Regions from separate parts of the Mus musculus genome. Here regions 1, 3 and 4 are each linked to region 2. Evidence: chromatin contacts called from public Hi-C, HiChIP or PLAC-seq and promoter capture Hi-C data. All regions are on one chromosome and are shown on one strand. The core of a region is the stretch at or near the end of the contact, and the rest is flanking DNA. Distances in the headings are between cores, read along the strand shown.

Region 1 (3,563 bases), core at 581-3,080, 1.8 Mb before region 2:
CAGATGCAGATACTTACACCCAAGCAATGGACAGAAATCGGGGACCCCTGGGGTTGAACTGGGGAAAAGCTGGAAGAAGCTGTGTGTGTGTGTGTGTGTGTGTGTGTGTGTGTGTGTGTGTGCATAGGAAGATCACCAATCTTAATTGACCTGGACCCCTGAGATCTCTCAGACACTGAGCCACCAATCAGACAGCATACACCAGCTGATATGAGGCCCCCAACACATATACAACAGAGGACTGCAGGTCTAGACTCAGTCAGAGAATATACACCTAACTCTGGAGAGACTTGAGGCCCTAGGAAATGGGGAGGTCTAGGGGAGTGGGGTGGGGGGTGGGGATTGGGGGCATCACCTTGGAGATGTGAAAGGAGGTATGGGATGAGGAACAGTCAGAGGGTAGGCTATAATAATAATAAAAAATAAAAAATGTAGCCAGCTCCTCAGTAAATTTTGGAAATCCCCCATTCCTCTAAACATGGGAAGGTGCTGCTTTATAAAAAGTATATGGTCACCTGTTGATTGCTTACCAGGCAAATTTTCCTGTTTTTATTGATTAGCAGAAGAATATGTCTTCTGGGAGAGCATAAATTTTATTGTGCATGGCACAAACCATGGGATTTTGAGGAGAGTGATATTTTCTTAACTGTAGGATAATATTATCCTTTATAATAATTTCTTTCTCAGTATTAATATTCTACTTTCAAAATTTCCTCTGGCTATCCTCACTTACCCTGGCCTGGGATTAATATTTGTGTAAGACCCAATTCAAATAAAGTTATATTTTATGTTTCTCTGCCAAGATCGTATGGATATCTCCTTGTGTGACAGAACTAAGTATGTGGCATGCTTGACCTCTACTAAATCTTCTCATATAGTGTTTGTTTCAAGAATTAACATATTTCTTCACTACAGGGCTGATATTTCTCTAAAGATAAACCTTTGGTATCTTACCTTTTGTGTGCTATATAGTATAGGCATAGGCCTGGTACAGACTCCTAGATGAGGCTATGACTGTATCTCACATGTAGCCTTCCATATCTACACTTAAAATATTTGTTTTTTCTTTAATAATATATTGTTTTATGTCCTTTCACAAATCATTCAGTTTATACTTACAACAATGGCAGGGTTCAATGCTATATTACTTTTATTTTTTGAGATATAAAAGTCCACAACTTGTGCCTTTCTTCCATCTCCTTCATCCAAACACACTCTCTCGTGTCCCTCCTTGCTCTCATTCAAATGTGTGAAGAATTCTGGGAAAAGAGTCGTCTTCCCTGGGGAAGAGCAGATCAGTTGGTCAATTGGTCCAAAATCAAATGGTCAGCCCTGAAAACACGCATACTTGTGACATTAGACAGACTGAGAAGGGTACATTTAGGGATATGTATTGGTGTATATTACCAATATTGCTATTGTTCCTTTGTGACTTAACACATACGTCTACATATAACACATGTTAATTATACATGTGTTAAATGCAGGACACACACATATGTATACACACACATACATGTATGTAACAACAATTAATGAAAAAGGGAGTTTCATTTTAAACATTAGATCACTGAGGTTCATGAAAACTTAAGTAGCAACATGAAAACGCAGACGTTTGCGTATGGTCTCAAATCTGGTGGCTATACATTACTCCTCTGTAATATAAAATCTGTCATCTATTTTATTAGATTCCTATCTTGCGTATCCAAGAGTTGGAGAAAGGTAACCTTGACATGTCTTCATCTTAAGAAACCCTCATTGAAATGCTGCACCTGGCCAGCACGGCACATGTCCACCAGATGGCAGTGCAGCTCAACTCAGTACCAAGCCTCTGCAGCAACTCTTGCCTTGGCCAGGATCTCTGTCCGATGTTTTTGTGACACCGTCTTACCACCTTTCTTTCTAGCTGTCACTTTCTAGATTTCTTAAAGGAGAAAATGCTTTGGGTTATCCATCTCCCTAGGTGGGTGGGGAAAAGGGTCACCTTGAACCCAGTACCAGAAATGCAGATCACACAAAAACTCATATAAATTATGATGTATTTGTGCCAGGACATTTTAACTAATCATGAAAATACAAAGTTAGTAACAGTGGACCTCCATTGGATTCTCAACAAAGCCTAAGTTTGTTTACTGTTGAAACACTGGTAAACAACCACTGGGAGTCAGAGAGGGTTCTGGAAGCTAGAGAAAAGTCGCCATGCTTTTATAAGAGCTCCATATCAGGTCTTGAATTTAATCCATGTATAATGAACATGAATTATGTGTGGACTCTTGGGTTAAGTCCCAAAGTAACAGCAACAATATCAGTTACTGGTTGTTATTACTGAGTCCTGACAACGAGGGACATTGTTCAGGACCCTACGGTACTGCCGGGCCCCACGATAATACAAGTAGCCTCCTGGCATGGATAATGGAAGGGAATCTCAGGGAGGTTAAGGCCATTGGTTAAGATCACTGACAAGGTCAATGACTCCTGATTTTACAATGATGGAAAGACAATGACACCTACAGGAGAGAAGAGTCAGGTGCCAACAGATACTGCAGCTGGCAGCCATGGGAAGCATCAAGGCTACTTTCAGAGCACAGTACTTACTCAGGCCCTGGCTTCTGAAATTCTCTTGCACAAAATTAAGATTAGGGAGAGAATATGTTTTTGCTCTGTTTCAAAGTAGCTGTAGACTGCCAATGCCTCAGTGGCTGTGCGTGGTTTTCCAGAAGGTCCCAGTTGATGACTGTCAATCTAGAAAACTTCACCCACTGCTACTTTAGCTAGACTGTAAGGAGCATTACTTAGGCAAGGCTTCTCCATCCAATGGGCTAGATGGAGTCCGATGTAAGTACTCACTGTAAGTACTACACTGAGCCCTTATCCAGGCAGGACTGGTTTTTCTGTTTTACACAGTAACCCTTTGATTTTACCTTTAAATTTTTTTACATGTGTCCTGTGTGAATGTATGTGTGTGTGTGCATGTGTGTGGTATATGTGAGTATGAAAGATCTATGAGAGAGAGAGAGAGAGAGAGAGAGAGAGAGAGAGAGAGAGAGAGAGAGAGAGAGAGAGAGAATGCAGAGCTTAGTCAGTAGAGGACAACCTCATGGAAATTGGTGGTTTTCTCCTCTTTCCACCAGGAATCTTTGAACTCAAGTCTTCAAGCTTGCTATGCCCTTACTTCATGACTATCTTGTCAGAAACACTTTATAGCGACACTCTGCTTGGTGATGAAGGCCTACAAAGGGATCAAATCTGAGTGCTAACCCTCTAAGTGGTTAGTTTCATCTAAGAGGCACAAGCCAGATATCAGGCCTTGAAAGGCAGATCTCTGTATGGTTCACCTCTCTTTCCCAGCCCATACAGAGTCAATGTTTGCACCGAGTGCATTTGTTTTTAGTTTAATGTATTGATTATTCCATCAGGTCATGTGCTCATTACATCACTTCATGTGGCAAATGCTTTATTAAAGGTCAGTACAGGGACAGGGATTAAAGGCGTGCACTAAAAGCATGTCTGTATTCAAGCCAGAGGGATTAAAGGTGTGTGTGTGTGTGTGTGTGTGTGTATGT
Region 2 (3,516 bases), core at 812-3,311:
CCCTTGGTGTCAAACATATAACAGATATTTAACATCCACCCATGTGTCAAACTAATACGGTATTGCACTTACATAATTGCTATATAGTGGTTAAGACTAAACGCAAATACAGCGAGGGAACCTGTAATTACTACACTTTTTATTTACACACAACATGTACCTTACCAGTTTATCACGACATTCCACTGCCAAGAAGTTGTGTTCCGTATGTAATTTTCAGCTGAGTCTTTTATGCTCCGGGGCAGGGTTTAATGCTGTTGTTTGTTGTCGAGGGGTATGAAGAAGCATCAAAATGTGGCCTTCCATGTACAAACTGCCACCGACAACATTCTCTAGCTTTGAAACCCTGTTGCTGAAGCACAAATGATAGTATGTGTGGGGAAAAAAAAAAGTCTAAAGTGGGGACCGTTATTGTAACCACGTGGTCTAGAAACTTTAAAGTTTCCAAGTCTTCCGACCACTTCAGGTGTGTGTGTGAGTTTAATAAGGCATATGCAAACAAGCGGTTGAGAACAGAATAAATCAAATAGATAATAGAATACTATTGAATAAAGAAAAACAGGGTGAACATGTGAATAAAATATTACCCATCATGTGCTGCCAGCATTTGTATCTATAGTACGTGCAAAACCAGTAATTGAACACAAGGAACTTAGTCCCGCTCAACGTCCTGTTACTGTCTAGCTTGTGCACCCAAGCTCCCCTCTCCGGAGTAGCCGAGTTGGGCGCCGTTCTCTTTAAGGTGTAATAGAATCCTGATTGCATCGATCACCGACTCTCCTCCGCTTCGCCACCACCGATCACATCTCTCTCTCTCTCCAAGTCCCAACCCGCTTCCCGACAACAACCCGGTAGTCCGCTACCTCCGAAGCTCGCGGGGCTCGCTGTGTGCGCGCGCGGCGGACCCCCCGCGGCGCGCTCCCGCCAGGCTCTCGGCTGTCGGCAGCGCGCGCGCGCGCGGCGTCTCGGGGCTCGTCTGGCCACGCCTGGAGCGCGGGCTTTGATTGGGCCGCCGTTGTTGTAGTGACCGGGAAGCGCCCGCACTCCAGTCTGACGGTTCCGGGCGCCGCACGGTCCCCCCTCGTCCCCACCCCTCCCTGGTCCCCCAAGGCCCCGGGCGCCGTCCGCTCCCCGCATGGCCTCCGGCCTGGTAAGGTCCCCGCCGCTACCGGAGCCGATCATCCTTGGGCGGCGGGACCGGGAGGAGGGGAACCACGCCGAGTCTGGCAGGCCTGGGAGGTAGCCCCGAGACCCGGAGCTCCGCAGCTCGCTCACCTCCCCGGAGCGGGACGCCGTGCCCGGGTTGAGCGGTGAGCGCTGCTCCCGGAGAGATCCCGGCGCTCGGGGCTGAGGCGGAGCTGGCTCCGGGACTCGCCGGCTGGGTTCCCGCGGCGCGCCTGCGTCAGAATCACCAGGGAGGTTTAAAGAGCGCGGGAGGCTTCGGCGAGCATCTGCAGCTCGGTGCGGTGGGCGGGTCCCTCGGCGGCTCGCCCTGGTGCCTGGGCTGGGGGTTCCTCCCGATGGTGGGGACCCCTCCGGATGGAAGCTGGGGCAGTGCCCGAGCCTCTCAGCCGGGTTGTAATGCCCACGCCTCTCTCGCTGCCCGCTGATGCTGCGGGGTCCTCCTCTTCGATCCCGGGGGACAGGCAACGTTGACGTCTGATGTCGAGAGCTGGAATTCTGCACCTGCTTTCAAACCTAACAACTTTCCATCCTAGGAGGATCCGATTCTGGAACGTTCTTTTAAAGGTCACAAAGCTGCCATCACCTCCGCTGACTTCAGCCCCAACTGCAAACAAATTGGTAAGTTGTTTTTGTTTTTGTTTTTCCTTTCTTTCTTCTTTCCTTTTCTGACAGTAACCAAAGCTCACTTGGCAGAAAGCCTTTCTTCCATCCCTGCCTGAGTGAGCCAGGCGCGATGGGATGTACCCGGCCACTCTGGGTCCCTGGGTCTTTGCTGGGTAAGGACTCGACTGGTCCCGGCCTGACAGACAACTTTCGTGAACTAACCACCAGGAGGAGTGAGTGGGAAGGGGAGGGGTTTGTGATCGGCCCGAGGAGGGTGGAGTATTGGCTGGAGAGTTTGTGAAAAGTTCTGAGACGAGCAGGAGGAAGTGGGGACCGACCAGTTGAGCACCACCAGAGGCCGGGGAGCGAGGGGGTCTCAAGTGACCCCTGGGAAACTCCGGTGTCGGAAAGGAGCCGAGCGCCTACATGAAAGGAGGAACCTTCTCGGAAGTTCGCCCCTACCTGAGCCGGGAACTCCAGCTTCAGGATCCGCGGCGCTTTCCCCGCGTGCTGGCTCGGTGGCCGCGTCTACACACGACCCGTGAGGATCCGGATGGCCGTGAGGTGGACCTGGGCAGGCAAGAGCTGCCTGCTGCTGGCCCTTTTAACACTGGCTTATATTCTGGTGGAGTTCTCAGTCTCCACTTTGTATGCCTCTCCAGGAGCCGGCGGTGCCAGGGAGCTGGGGCCAAGGCGGCTCCCGGACCTTGATACAAGGGAAGAGGATTTGTCTCAGCCTCTTTATATAAAGCCCCCTGCAGATTCCCATGCTCTTGGGGAATGGGGGAGAGCAAGCAAACTCCAGCTCAACGAGGGGGAACTGAAGCAGCAAGAAGAACTTATTGAGAGATATGCCATCAACATTTACCTCAGTGACAGGATCTCCCTGCACCGCCACATAGAGGATAAAAGAATGTATGAGTGTAAAGCCAAGAAGTTCCACTACAGGTCGCTCCCCACCACCTCCGTTATCATCGCCTTCTATAACGAAGCCTGGTCCACTCTGCTTCGGACCATTCACAGTGTTTTAGAAACTTCTCCAGCTGTGCTTTTAAAGGAGATCATCTTGGTGGATGACTTGAGTGATAGAATTTATTTGAAGGCGCAACTTGAAACTTACATCAGCAACCTGGAGAGAGTTCGCTTGATTAGAACCAATAAGAGAGAGGGGCTGGTCCGGGCCCGTCTAATTGGGGCCACTTTTGCCACCGGGGATGTCCTCACTTTCCTGGATTGTCACTGTGAGTGTAACACTGGTTGGTTGGAACCACTTTTGGAGAGGATCAGTAGAGACGAAACCGCAATCGTATGTCCTGTCATCGACACTATTGACTGGAACACTTTCGAATTCTACATGCAGACCGGGGAGCCCATGATTGGTGGGTTTGACTGGCGTTTGACCTTCCAGTGGCATTCTGTCCCCAAACATGAAAGGGACAGGCGAACGTCAAGAATTGACCCCATCAGGTCCCCCACCATGGCAGGAGGACTGTTTGCTGTCAGCAAGAAGTATTTTCAGTACCTGGGCACCTATGACACTGGCATGGAAGTCTGGGGAGGCGAAAACCTTGAGTTGTCTTTCAGGGTTTGGCAGTGTGGCGGCAAGCTGGAGATCCACCCATGCTCGCACGTGGGCCACGTGTTTCCCAAGCGCGCGCCCTATGCTCGCCCCAACTTCCTACAGAATACCGCGCGGGCGGCCGAAGTGTGGATGGATGAATACAAAGA
Region 3 (3,571 bases), core at 855-3,354, 1.6 Mb before region 2:
GTGTGTGTGTGTGTGTGTGTGTGTGTGTGTGTGTGTAATATGTGGTTGAGGCATTGACTCTTTACTTCCTCCTTTACCTGGCTTCCAGAGGTTCAACGCTGATTGACAGGCTAGGAGCTGTAAGTACCTTTGTCTTCTAAGCTGTCTCTTGGGTCCCGGTATTGAACTTGTGTGCAGTTTTGAAAATGAGAAGGCATCGTATCTTAGAGATTTAACAGTAACTCTTCCTGTGTGTGTGCTCATTCTCCTTATGATGAAGCACAGCTATGTAACCTGGATTCAGAATTAGAATCTCTGGGAGCTGCCTTGTGCTTTGGGTCTTACTTAGCTTCATGGGCAGGGAGAGGTCACTGGTTCTCAATTTTTATATTTTCAAAACAGGAGGAGCAACTCTTCTTGGCTAGTTCAATTGTAAACTATATAACACACCAGAAAATAATGGAAAGTAATATTTATGGCGCACTTATACTGAAAGTAAGTTGAAATAAATTTGTTCTATACATTGTCTGCTTTCAAGCTCCATCTAAGACTAACCACTGAGTTACGTTTTCTATGTATTCCACAGGTGCAGAGACTGAAGCTTGGGGAGGTTAGGGGAGTTGCTTTAATTCCTAAACCTGTCATCAAAGGGAAGAACCCAGATATGAACTTTAAACCTAACAGCCCCACCAGTAAAAATTCAAACTAATTTATATGCATCTTTTGTTTCCTCTTGCCAACTTTATTCTACTTTTCTTTCCTATTTCTTTGCTTTCATCTCCTGTCTTATTCTACATTAGGCAATGACTGCTGCCACAATTTGTCCTGACTCACTAGAGTGAAGTTCAGTGTTGCTAAGAAACAAATCATCGATTAAGAAAGACAATGACTATAGTAACTGTGTTAGAGGGACTATGTGTGTTTTCTGGGAGTGAGGCAATGAGCAAGGAGTTATCGCATGTCAGAAGAAACTTATAAATACAAGCAACATTCAGAGGAGAAAGTCAATTAGTGCCAGAAGAAAGGGCATGTTCCTTACACCAATGTCAGCGAACACTTGGACTCAACAGAATCACTCAGCATGCTTCGACTCTGCAAGAATGGAGTGTGTGGAGGGAGAGGTTAAAAGACAGGCAGTTAGACTTGGGAAAGAAGTCAAAATAAGTCTAGCTACATCCTCCCCCTCCCTCAGATTCCCTCTCAAGAATTTAATTCCTTCCAGCTCCATAAAAATAAAAAAATATTTCCTGTCAAAGCATGCACTTAGGTGGGTAAAGGAAGGATAGGGGGAATCTCCTCCTTTTTCATAGATGGTGGCTTCAAGTCCCCACCTGATCAGAGCCTGGAGGCCTGAGCAGAAAAATGCGAGTCAGAACCTGGGAAGGCAAACAGAGCAACCCACAGCATCCAGAGATGGAATTATAAAATCTCCAAAAACTTTCTTCACTGCCTGAATAAACATGTTACTCAATTTGCACTTTCTTCTCCTCCCCCTGCCTATTTACTGAAATTTAAAAAGAGCCACAGAAAGTCCTAATTACATAAGGGACCCATCTATAAAAATTATTATTTTTTTCTTTACTTACAAACTAAATCTTATTGTAATCAGTGTCTAGTTTCTATGTGTTTTATTCAACAACAGCAGCAAAGAATAGACAGTAAGGAAGTTTTTGAAGCCGTAGGTAATGAAAATAATAAACAACATATTTTCCAGATTAAATTCTGGCTTTGTCCCAGAACACCATAGAAATGCATTCAAAATGCACAGAGAACTCCAGAGCACTTGAACTTCAGAGCCCAGGAGTAATTCTATGGAAGTCTAATTAGTCTTCTCTGCAGACCACATTTAAAAAAGCTTTAGGATTAATGCCATTCCATTTTCCAGACCCACACATCTCCAAAGCAAGGGGGAAAAAAGTCATTTCAGAAGGATAATAAATACTACTTACAAACAAGACTGGAAAGGGTGGAGACTGGAATGGGGTTGGGGGTGGGGAGACAAATTCTTCAGTTACAATCTTTTAGAAAAAAAAAAAAAAGACAAATTTCAAATCAAGTTGCTCCACTAGACTACAAAAGCAGTTTGGAATGCTGGGCGGATGCAAAGGGATAAAGCAAATGTGGAGGGGGAGGGAGAAGGGGGCCGATAAAGTTTCTGGCTACAATACAAGAGACGTATCATTACCATATGATCTAATGTGGGTGTCAGCTGGATGCGCTCACGCAGTGAAACCTTAGTTCTTAACTGTGCTATGGAGTAGAAGCAGGAGGTTTTCAACCCAGTGACAGTCACAGGGCAGCACCACCCCCTCCTCCTTCTTTCCACACCTGCAAACCCTTTTGCCTGGGCTGCATAGTTAGTGTTAATTACATCGCAGCTTTGAGGGCTCCTGTGGCAAATACCCGGATTAAAAGGTATGGCTTTCAATAATTGTCCTGAACTCTGCTACAGGCTAATAAAGCTTCTGTCAAGTGGAGGGCAGAAGAAAATATCTGGTGAGAAAAAGGAACGAGAAGGAAGCTGTGCTAAACTTTTAGTAATCTTTAGACAACGTTAGAAATGAATTGCTTGAAAACAGAAGTTAAGTACTCGGTAAAACAAACAAACAAAAAGGCAAAACTGTTTGAATGCATTGGTTTTGTGCTCTTGCTTCTGTTCTTGCAAATATGCTTATTAAAAACTTGTAACCTAACACCATGACTTGTCTATATTGGTAGTTTTGTGTTTGTACTGATGAAATGCTTTGCTCTTTATAAACTGTCAGCAGAAAAGCATTCGTAACTAGCATATTGCTTGTGCCTAAATTAGGTATTTAAGGGTTTCTTCTCGTGCTGTGTTCTTGCATACTTCACAATCTTTAAAACATCAGCAAGACAAGTCTCTGGCTGTAGAAATATAATGCCTACTTCTGCAACACCAGAAATGAATAGGAATTATTACCAGAAAGGTGAAAAGGAACACAGGAAATATTTATGATGTTAAAGATCTGAGATAATACAGCTGCAGAGCTCTTTGGTTATAAATGTTTCTGTCAATATTTTCGATGCAAATTAACCTTTCTTATGAGGTGCATTCACTATGAGGTGAGGGTGGGGGTTGATTCTCATTTTAACTTAAAGCAGAGTAAGCAGAGGACCACTGGTTACGTGTGCCCCAGTGTGTGACTCCAGTGATCTCTGTGCCTGTGGCTTTTTCTTCCTGCAGCTGCTTATTTTAGCAGACCTCTCCAAAAGAAACATAGGTTTTATTGTAGTTCTTGTTTGTGGACAAATGTATTTTTATTGCTTGTATTTTAATTATTCCTATTGTTACTGAAGTTTTAAATTCACCTTAAAATGAGGGATTTACAGATTCACTTCATACATACGTGTTAAGTTTTAACTCTGAAACACCTAACAACAGTATAAGTATGTTTATACAAAAGTTAACCTGGATGAAATAGCTAAGTAAATAAAGAAAGATTGTTTTGGGGCCAGACAGATTACTTTTGGTGAGACATTTCGGAACTTAAACAACTCTTTTTAGTGGAAAAATGGCTTTACAAATATTTGAGAGGAACAGTTTCTACAAGATATAGTGTTGCTTCAGTCA
Region 4 (3,150 bases), core at 547-3,046, 1.5 Mb after region 2:
AAACAAAACAAAACCAGCAGTTCCTAAAATTGACAATTTCTTTAAAAAGCCAAAGTCAAAATGCTTCATGAATGCACCCTTTTCATGACTGATCTCCTCAACAACATGATCAAACATCACATTTCTCTTCTCTTAGCATGTCATCTCTGGTCAGCATGTCAGCTGTGATGGTCTTACATGATGATCTGCATAAGACCTTCAAGTCACAGAGCATCTTACAGGACAGGGATGGAGCTCAACGGGCACGGGGAAGCATTTCTCATCTAGCATGTGCAATACTCTGGGGTTTATCCTGAGCTACTAACCTGTGGGTCTCCCCAGTCTCTTGGATCAGAGACCAATATGGTCCACAAGCGAACAGAGATGGCAGAGGTCGCGTAGTGGGTGCAAGAGGATTCGGAAGCCCTGTGAATGTATACTGTGAATACCCACACGGCGACCAACTATCAGGAGGCATATTACTTTGGGTGATTCAAGGCTTATGTTTTGAGTGTCTGAGGGTGGGATGGGCAGAAAGGTCATTCATTGGCTGAGGGTTTAGGTTACCAAAATGCCTCATTAGGGAAGAAGCTTTTAAGGAATCTCAAGTGCTGTTCTTTCCATTAGAAAGAGAATGGTCCTGTGTGCTAATTGAGGCTGCAGGCTATGTGAGGGCTTAGAATTCCCCAACAAGGTCAGAGAAGAAGCCCCCCTCTAATGGAGTCTCCCATATTGCCCCAGCCCAGAGTTTATCTGTTCATCTGTGTTAAGAGTCAGGCTCTAAAGGTGATGGGAGAGTGATAGAGCACCAAAATGGTAGCGGGAGTGGGGGGTGGGGGAGCGAGCTGGAGATTTGGAGATTACAGGGAGCTTGTGAAGTTTGTTGAAGGGGAGAGGGGACAACCTAAATTATTAAGAAAATGACACGAGGAAACCTCTTTGTACGCTAATTACAAAAAATAAAAAAATAAAAAGACCAGAGGGCCAAAGGTTCAGCGGTAATGTTGAAAAGTCACTTCAGATGCACATGCAGATCCTGAGTGAGAAGTTAAGAACTGCTACATATCAAAGAACCATACTGATATAAGCTATCTATATATTCATTCTCTTACTTTCACTAAAGGCTCACTATGTGTAAAACACGTAGCAATACGACTAGTACACCTTCGGATGAGAACTCAAATTAAGCAAGAAATTACACGAGGTCTGATTTGCGTGACCTAGTTAGGCTAGCTGTCAGCAATGCCATAGGTGCCTAGCACACAACAGGTAAACAATGCCTTCTCATCAGACTTTTGACAGTAGTTCCATGTTAGACTACCATGATATCTCATTATTCCAGTGCTGTTAAGGGAAGATGACCAAGTAGGTTTTCAAATCTGCCAGAACACGTTTGAATCACCTGATCGGGGAGGATACAATTTACAAAGGACTCTCCCACACTCCTTGCAACTAAGAAGATACAAGAAGCTGGAGGTCAGGGGAAATGGGAACTTCACCCAGACCTCCCGGGTAAAACGTGCTGGGCTCCGGGGCAGCAGCGCAGCACTGGAGGAGCCGCCCAGCAGCACTCGCCGCCGGGTACCTGATGCTCCCGCTTGGCTGAAGGCTCAGCTTTCACCTCCGTCACAAACACACACGGCATCTTCCGCTGCACCGAGCCCAGGCGCTTCATGTTGCCCACGCGCAACCTGTCTCCACTGCGCTGGGCCCCGGGCGGAGGAAGTCTGCAGAAATGAGCTAGAATCCAAACACCAGCCAGAAGATCCTAACTGCACCACCAAGGTCCACTCCGGAGAGAGGCGGGGACTCACTACCGGAAGCGACCGCCTAGTCGCGGTGCATTCTGGGAATTGTAGTGCGACCGCGAGGCTACAGAGCATGCGCCTCCACATGCGTGATTCCCCTGTGTTTTGATGTCCAATTAAAAATAAAAATAAAAGAACCGTTACCCGATGTTGTATACTTGGCCACTACTTAGTATCGATGATGTTTTCGGGAATTAATGTTAAGTTATAAGTAATAAATCACTTTAGGATGCATTTTAGCATGTTTCTAATGAAACTCTCTTACCTGCTTATTTTCTATCAAATGTAAGGGATTGGAAACCCAGAGAAGTTTAGAAAATACTTTCAGACATTCCCTAATGTTCTGACAGAAAAACTGACTTCCCAGGAAAAACATTCAAACAAACAAACCTTACAATGAACAAAACTGAATTTGTTTGAATTAATCACCACGCAGTGTACAGTTTGTTTTTTGATAACCTTTCCAATGAGAGTAAAAATTAAACAAGTTCAAAAACATAGAAATAACAAAAATCTCTGTCGAGTTTTTCTTGGGAATCCAACAAAAGACTTGAAACAGCTTCATTTGACTTACTGTCTAAAAGGACATTACAAGGAAATAATAAAATTGATGCTTGAATAAAAAATATATTCTAGTAGTAGACCTATCTCATTAAAACCTGAAATCACAGGGAGATTTTTGCCCTTACTATCTTAGGTAATTGAAGAAGCCAATTTATGTTTCCACAATTGTTTTATAATTCCAATTAATATTTTTATAAATGTTTAATCAGCAGGTATCCTACTGCCTAGCGTTTTACTTACTTAGTTCTTGAAAAAAAAAATCAAATAACCTTGTCTCACTTGAAAGCATGTATATGTCAGGGGACTCTCAAAGAATAAAATGTTCTTAAAAACAAGTTTACAGTTTTGTGTTTACTGACTCGGGAGGGAAGGAGGGAGGGAGGGAGGGAGGGAGGGAGGGAGGGAGGGAAATATACCTAAACACACACAATTTTACACAAAACAAAGGGGTTGGTGTAGGGAGAGAGGACCTACAAGTTACAAGTTTCTGGCTGGGTTGTATTGAAACTAGAAACGTTTTAGCCTTTTAAAGTCAAGTGTTGGTACCTTCTTTGAGGCTCTAGAGGAATCCTAAGCAACAGCCCATCTTGTAGGTTTCAGACAATTAAATGACCTTTGAAAGCTCTCAACTGTCATTTCCCAAACTGCCACAGAATATTCTAGATCCAACATTCTGCCATTTCTTAGAAAAGATAATCTTCCAAAAACATTCCACTTGCTCTAAGTCTCTCTCTGGAAGGACCAACAGCTATATTTTGGCTTCTTAAATGCCTGGAGAAAGGTTTCCAACAGGAACAGA

Evidence for each region. Promoter capture Hi-C pulls out the DNA fragments that hold promoters and counts their contacts. Hi-C and Micro-C count contacts between places; a contact is called where the count stands out from the background. HiChIP or PLAC-seq counts read pairs in DNA pulled down with a chosen protein or histone mark.
Region 1: a contact with region 2 is called in a Hi-C map of uterus, with 4 times the contacts expected there. The contact joins the enhancer-like site here to the promoter of Galnt4 in region 2. A contact is called at or near these places in 2 of 39 promoter capture datasets (hippocampal neurons and pre-B cells), 1 of 15 datasets of contacts at CTCF or cohesin (large pre-B cells), 2 of 484 Hi-C or Micro-C datasets (B cells and uterus), 11 of 115 datasets of contacts at active chromatin or transcription factors (astrocytes, embryonic forebrain, embryonic midbrain and 7 more) and 1 of 9 other capture datasets (liver).
Region 3: an H3K4me3 HiChIP or PLAC-seq map of craniofacial prominence shows a contact between it and region 2, with 11 times the contacts expected there. The contact joins the promoter of Dcn here to the promoter of Galnt4 in region 2. A contact is called at or near these places in 3 of 39 promoter capture datasets (3T3-L1-derived adipocytes, embryonic stem cells and hippocampal neurons) and 1 of 115 datasets of contacts at active chromatin or transcription factors (craniofacial prominence).
Region 4: a promoter capture Hi-C map of liver shows a contact between it and region 2, with 5 times the contacts expected there. The contact joins the promoter of 4930430F08Rik here to the promoter of Galnt4 in region 2. A contact is called at or near these places in 2 of 39 promoter capture datasets (liver and pre-B cells), 1 of 484 Hi-C or Micro-C datasets (CD4 T cells) and 1 of 115 datasets of contacts at active chromatin or transcription factors (embryonic stem cells).

What each region holds. Positions count from the first base shown.
Region 1 is chr10:97,343,736-97,347,298 of GRCm38.p6, forward strand. No RefSeq gene overlaps it. Among named protein-coding and RNA genes, the nearest start is that of Mir3966, 78 kb to the right of the region's middle. Within about 2 kb of position 1,831, at least 4 of the 459 cell types and tissues checked have an H3K27ac peak or open chromatin away from gene starts, as enhancers often do. A contact at or near this core is called in uterus, where this site is marked.
Region 2 is chr10:99,106,074-99,109,589 of GRCm38.p6, forward strand. Galnt4 (polypeptide N-acetylgalactosaminyltransferase 4) reads left to right here and starts at 2,062. Exons shown (of 1, transcript NM_015737.4): 1 at 2,062-3,516. The coding sequence starts at 2,342. Poc1b (POC1 centriolar protein B) reads left to right here and starts at 1,009. Exons shown (of 12, transcript NM_027740.7): 1 at 1,009-1,150; 2 at 1,719-1,803. The coding sequence starts at 1,136.
Region 3 is chr10:97,477,396-97,480,966 of GRCm38.p6, forward strand. It overlaps Dcn (decorin), which reads left to right and starts at 2,105. Exons shown (of 8, transcript NM_001190451.2): 1 at 2,105-2,394.
Region 4 is chr10:100,587,463-100,590,612 of GRCm38.p6, forward strand. It overlaps 4930430F08Rik (RIKEN cDNA 4930430F08 gene), which reads right to left and starts at 1,797. Exons shown (of 7, transcript NM_175128.2): 1 at 1,565-1,797. The coding sequence starts at 1,654. It also overlaps a transcript of 1700017N19Rik not described here.